2 separate regions of the Mus musculus genome follow, and region 2 is linked to region 1. The links are chromatin contacts, called in public HiChIP or PLAC-seq maps. All regions are on one chromosome and are shown on one strand. Each heading gives the region's core, a stretch centred on a gene start, on an enhancer-like site or on the middle of the called end of the contact. The rest is flanking DNA. Distances are from core to core; before and after follow the strand shown. Region 1 overlaps Bcas3 (breast carcinoma amplified sequence 3). Region 2 overlaps Tbx4 (T-box 4).

Region 1 (2,641 bases), core at 71-2,570:
CGCTGAGTGCTTACATCAGCGAGGCGCCTCCCTTCCTGTCCCTGTCTCTCTTCACCACAGAACAGAAACTGCCTAGCTGCAGCCTCAGAGAAAGACTTCATGAAGCCTTAAGACCCATAAAACACTTCCACACGATCATACTTTCCCATCCCGGCAGACACGAGACCTGCAAGTGAAAAATGCAGTGAGAAAGAATGGATATTCTCACAGGGTTCCTGGCACAACCAGACAGAGGAAGTCCCAAAAATCTCCTGAGAAAATGAGCTCTTCTAAGACTCCTATCCAGCTTTCCAGGGTTAGGCTATATAGATAAACTTGCATAAGCCTTCGGGCTTTCGGGTCTTTATCCAAATCCACCAGAGCTTTGATCCCTTAGAGGGAAACCAGTCTCCACGATAGATGGGCATCTCACTGGGGGTGGGGGAGGAAAGACCAAATTCCAATAAGATGGTTTCTTGACAAATTAAAGCAGAAATTCTATGGCAAAACAGGACATCATTTAAAAATCTGAATTGAAAGGAAAAAAAAAAAAACTCATCATGCTGAAAGCTCTGATTCTTCGGTTTGACCTGTTTTCAGTTGTGTTTACTGTCACTGATCTTACAGTGGAAAGTGAAATAGAATCATGAGCTTCAGGATTCCAGCACTGCCTTACTAAGCGTATCTGAAACAAATTTCTATCTCTGGAAAGGAAACCACCTCACATGGTCTTTCTTGGCTCCTGCCACTTGCACAGAAAGACGTGGCTTATGCTTCATACGGACACAAGGTCCCACAGACGCAGGTGAGGGGGGCTAGGAACCACACAGCATTTCCTCAAACATTTTATACTACAAAGCTCACAGGCAAATGGATTACGTTGAGGATGAAAATGGACAGAGGGGAAGCACCAGCGTGCTTTGTGGCTGCTCCGGAGGAGCGGCATCCCAGGTCAGGTTTGCAGAGCGTCATATTCCCAAACCAGTCATCATTAACGGACTCACTTCCACAGGAAAGGAAAAAAAGCCAAGAGTCTGAAAACTCCGGACAAAAGAAATCCCTGCAGACAGAGTAAAAACAAATTAAAAGACCCATTATAAAACACAGATGCTACAAGGAAAATAAACTTTCCAAGATTTACTGGGCTTTGACAAACCCGGACATTTGTGGAAAAGCCATCAACAGCAACTCCCAGGTAATGTGGGAGGAAGCTTGGCTCCTTTCTGCTTTATCTTTAGCCTCTGTGCAGAAGCTGCCAGGACTGGATTCCCAGCTTCTGGATGCAGGGAAGTGAGAACATGTGAACGAGGCAAACTGCCAAGCACGAGACATTTCTAAGGGAAGCAAGACCCCGAAAGTGCTGAGCACTTCACATTCTGCTGAACGCTAGAGCTACTATCAGCATACTCTGTGCATGGACTTCTTCAGGACACGTGAGAGGAAACGAATGAACAAATGAATGAGGCCATCGCTCCTCCTGATCCTCTTTGCTGCCCAATCACACCATGAAGTAAGGAAAAGAAAACCACCAAGCATGATGTGCAGCAGTCACAGCTCTGGAATCTCCTGCAAGGGGGAACTCAGAGTGGGAGACAGCCGAAAACCCGTGCCAGGTTAGCAGAAGCGTGAGATACACGTGGTCATGAGTGGGAGCCTTAGAAAGACTCCTTAAGAAAGAGGGCTGTGAGAAAGAACACAGACAACGAACAATGGGGTGTCCGGTGAGCCTCTTAGGAGGTCACTGGGGATCCGAGGACAAACAGGCATAGAGATGTTAAGATTCCTTTACAAGAGCAAATTAGCGTGCCCATGGGACAGCATAGTTAGGAGGTCTGCAGTTTTCTGGGTTTTCCTGTGCTCCTTAGACATAGGGCCCTAACCCACATCAGGCATCAGGCAGGCTATTTAAAAGGGCTTATGACAGACACCATCCATGTCTCAGCAAACCAGATGCCTCAGTCCAGTCCGTTTTCATCAATCTCCACAGACTAAAGGGATCTGCCACAGTTGAGGGGCTCTGCTTCTCACCCCATCAAGCTCCTGGCTGCAAGTAATGGAAATTGTATTTGGAAATTAAAATAACAAGGGTACCCCTCAAACCCAAACTCGCGGGTTCCTGGCACTCCCAACCCTATAGAAACATCCTTTCTCCCAATATTTCCTCATCTCCATCCTCCTCCCAACACTCTCGCTATTCTGAGGACAGCGTACAAGCGTCCTCCTGTCTACCCAGTCCCAGAGGAAAGCTGGGTAAGAAGCGCTCAGAGCCTCTGCGCATGCGCACAGTCCGTCCCACACAAAAGCAAAACTGCCGGTCTGCTTTTACTATCCGGCCCTGGACTTGGCGGGTATAAAGCAGCAAAATTTACCAAAGAGTTTTAAGTTAATTCTGGAGTTGAAAAGTTGACTTCTTGACTCTGTTAAAAAGAATACAATGGTAGCTTGTCCTAAAACAATCACTGGATAGCTGAGCTCTGCAAAGCTAGAAAGCATGCTTAGCTCTTGCTTGTGGTCTAATTTAACATTAAAGCATTCTCAACTAAATCTCAACTATTATTTAATCAAAATCAAATAAAATCCTTTAAAACATATATATGTATATTTATTTTTTTTAAGTGCTCAGTACAAACTGGAATTTCTAGTATATGGGTTGCTTTTGGTC
Region 2 (2,641 bases), core at 100-2,599, 390 kb before region 1:
TAAAGTCGGTCCTTCGCAGTGAGACGTTGCAGAAATCCCGCTGGAGCTTTTTCTGCTCTTGCCCTGTCTACTTTCCTTCATAATGATGAATGGCTGAAAAGAAAACTATCTAATCTCCAAACTGCTGGCTTTTTTCCCCCTTCTCTTTCTTCAAGGAAAGGAGGAAGAACACGGTCACATAAAACAGAGTCCTTCATCGCAGGCTCCTCAGGAGACGTCCATTCCCTTTTCATCCCGGGGCCTGTTTCTGATCTGTGATGGGCTTGCATTGAAAGCTCCAGGCTGGCCTTCTCTAATCGGCAGCGACAGACGCTGCAGTTGCGAGGGCTGCCCATTGAAATTGAATTGATTACCCGGGCCCCTCTGCCATTTTGTTCTGCGCGCGATTGCTTAATAGCTGTCACCTTGGCTTTCAGTCCCAGCCGGCTTGGGGCTGACTGGTTCCCATTACTCAGGATAGCCAGTGCAAGTTCACCACCCTTGACAGGATGTCCCTGATTGATTCCGTATGCCTTGGAGACCTGTGAGAGATTTGCATAGGGGTTGCTTTGGGGGTGGGGGTGGAGTAGGAACCTCTGGGCCACAGAGGCTGCCAGGTTTTGGCTGTGGGGCTCACCATATTTGAATCATTACCTGAATTGAGTCTGGCCTCTGCTGACATAACTGCTAATGAATTTGTAAATTTTGCAAAACTAGAAAACTTAGCCTGTTCTAACCTTGGCTGTCACCACCTGCCCCTTCCCTACACACACACACACACACCCCGCCCCGGCCCCACCTCCATCATTGGGGGCCACAAGCAGTGCTTTTCTGGCCTGAGCTCTTTGAAATGACAATCTCTCCCTCCCTGCCACCCCTGCCCTAGCAGGCAGGAGAGCCAGGCTTGGAGGGAGACATCTTTCAAGTAAAATCCTTTGCACTGGGAACTCCTTCAATTAGACAGCAGGCGGAATGTTAACATGCCCTCCGGCCTTTTAAGTGGGTTTTAATTTTATGTTGTAAGATAAGACACTGCATGGCTACTCCTCTAGCAGGCTCCATTAGAGGAGCCAGTAGAGGCCTCTTGACCCCCCGAGGCCCTGCTGAGGCAAGAAATCGCTTTGGTTTTTTAACAATTTGTCAGTCTGACCCAACTTCTTCTTTGTGATTCTAGGACCTTCCGTTGCAGAGGGTTGTGGGGTAGCTGCCCGAGGCCGAGGCCTTGAGCCCTTGGCTATAGTGGAACCCTGGGATTACTGGCCACAGAATGGAGCAGTAATCGGCTATTTTTTTCCTCCCCAAGCAGGGCACAGCAGAAGCAGGCAGTGTCATGTGGCAGGCTTCTGAGCCGATGATGTATGGCCTGCTGGTGCTACTGAATGGTGCCCTTTGTTCCACGGGGTCCCATGTGCACCCTTTTTATTGAGTTGTTGATTCAGAGGGGCAGGAAAAGTTCCACAAATCCCACTGCAGGCCCTGCTCTTGCCATGCCCAGGTGGGGCAGCCAGGGTAGCTTATGCTTCCCAGAAAGTCAGGAGGACTCTGTGGGCTGCTCAAAGCTGAACACCTCTTTTGAGACGATTCTCTTACTGAGCCGAGTAGGTGCTTAGAGAGAATCTAGGAACGCACACCCAGCCCTCCGAGTTCCAGGGGGGGGGGGGGGGGCGGGGAGCATCCTGGCAGGGTACCATCTTTGGAAAGATACAGGCAGGGACCTGGGAGTGAAGAGCCATCTTCCCTGTCCCTGAGCCAAATCCAGGTTTTGTCTGTGAGGGAGTAATACAAAGCTGCCGACCAGAGGTCCCACAGAGCCACAAGGCAGAGCCAGGGCAAGAGGCCTTAAAAGCATCCCTCTTCTGGCCTCTCTGAGTTTCATGACCATCTTAAGTGGAGACCATGGTGCTGGAGAGAACATTTTAGGGGATGGACGAGCGTGTGGGTGAGAGTCACATAGACACTTGTCCATGCATGGCTGTCACCTCTCTGCGGGTTCCTTTTCTTCACCTGATGTGGCAAAAGCCCAAGTTGGAGTTCCTCTCCCTCAATCCCTCCATCCTGAGGCCAGGGTTTCTCTTCATATTTATGAGGATGAAGTTGGCTGACAGCTTCGCACAGCCAGCTGCCCCAGGAAGTGCCAGACCGAGGCTCAAAGCTACAGTTACTCTTCAGAAACAAGTGCACAAAGAGCATCAGAGGCTCTCTACTTAGGAGACGGTCCCCCCCCCCAACTGCAGGCTTGTGCTGATGTTAACAGAGATGAGAGCCACACTGCCTGCCTGTTCTGCTTTTCAGGGGTCTTTGTGAACCTAGCCCCGTAACCCAGGGAGGAACACGAGATGGAGGAGACTTTGAACGAACTTCACTCTGAGGGCCCATGGTTACAAACAGAGAGGCACCGAGGCCCCACCCACTTGAAAGGAAAGGCAGACACTATTGCCAGGCAACGGCAAGATGTTAACAAAGGACAAACACACACTTCACAGTTGTAAGATGGCTTTATGTTCCAATATGCAAAACAAAATGTCCATGCTATATATCAAAAACACTTGAAGTTTCATACCGCCTGTCAGCTAGTGTGTTTTCTAATAAAGCTTTATCTGCAGTGTGCATTTATAATATATATATATGTTTTATCTTTAACATCAAACGTAATAAAAATTTA

The links. HiChIP or PLAC-seq counts read pairs in DNA pulled down with a chosen protein or histone mark.
Region 2: a contact with region 1 is called in an H3K4me3 HiChIP or PLAC-seq map of embryonic hindbrain, with 4 times the contacts expected there. The contact joins two enhancer-like sites. A contact is called at or near these places in 2 of 39 promoter capture datasets (the C10 cell line and cranial neural crest), 3 of 115 datasets of contacts at active chromatin or transcription factors (embryonic basal ganglia, embryonic hindbrain and embryonic midbrain) and 1 of 9 other capture datasets (embryonic stem cells).

Annotation. Positions count from the first base shown.
Region 1 is chr11:85,523,985-85,526,625 of GRCm38.p6, reverse strand. All of the region lies in intron 15 of Bcas3 (breast carcinoma amplified sequence 3), which reads right to left. Among named protein-coding and RNA genes, the nearest start is that of Bcas3, 170 kb to the right of the region's middle. Within about 2 kb of position 1,320, at least 82 of the 459 cell types and tissues checked have an H3K27ac peak or open chromatin away from gene starts, as enhancers often do.
Region 2 is chr11:85,915,914-85,918,554 of GRCm38.p6, reverse strand. It overlaps Tbx4 (T-box 4), which reads right to left. Exons shown (of 9, transcript NM_011536.3): 9 at 2,458-2,641. Among named protein-coding and RNA genes, the nearest start is that of Tbx4, 31 kb to the right of the region's middle. Within about 2 kb of position 1,349, at least 41 of the 459 cell types and tissues checked have an H3K27ac peak or open chromatin away from gene starts, as enhancers often do.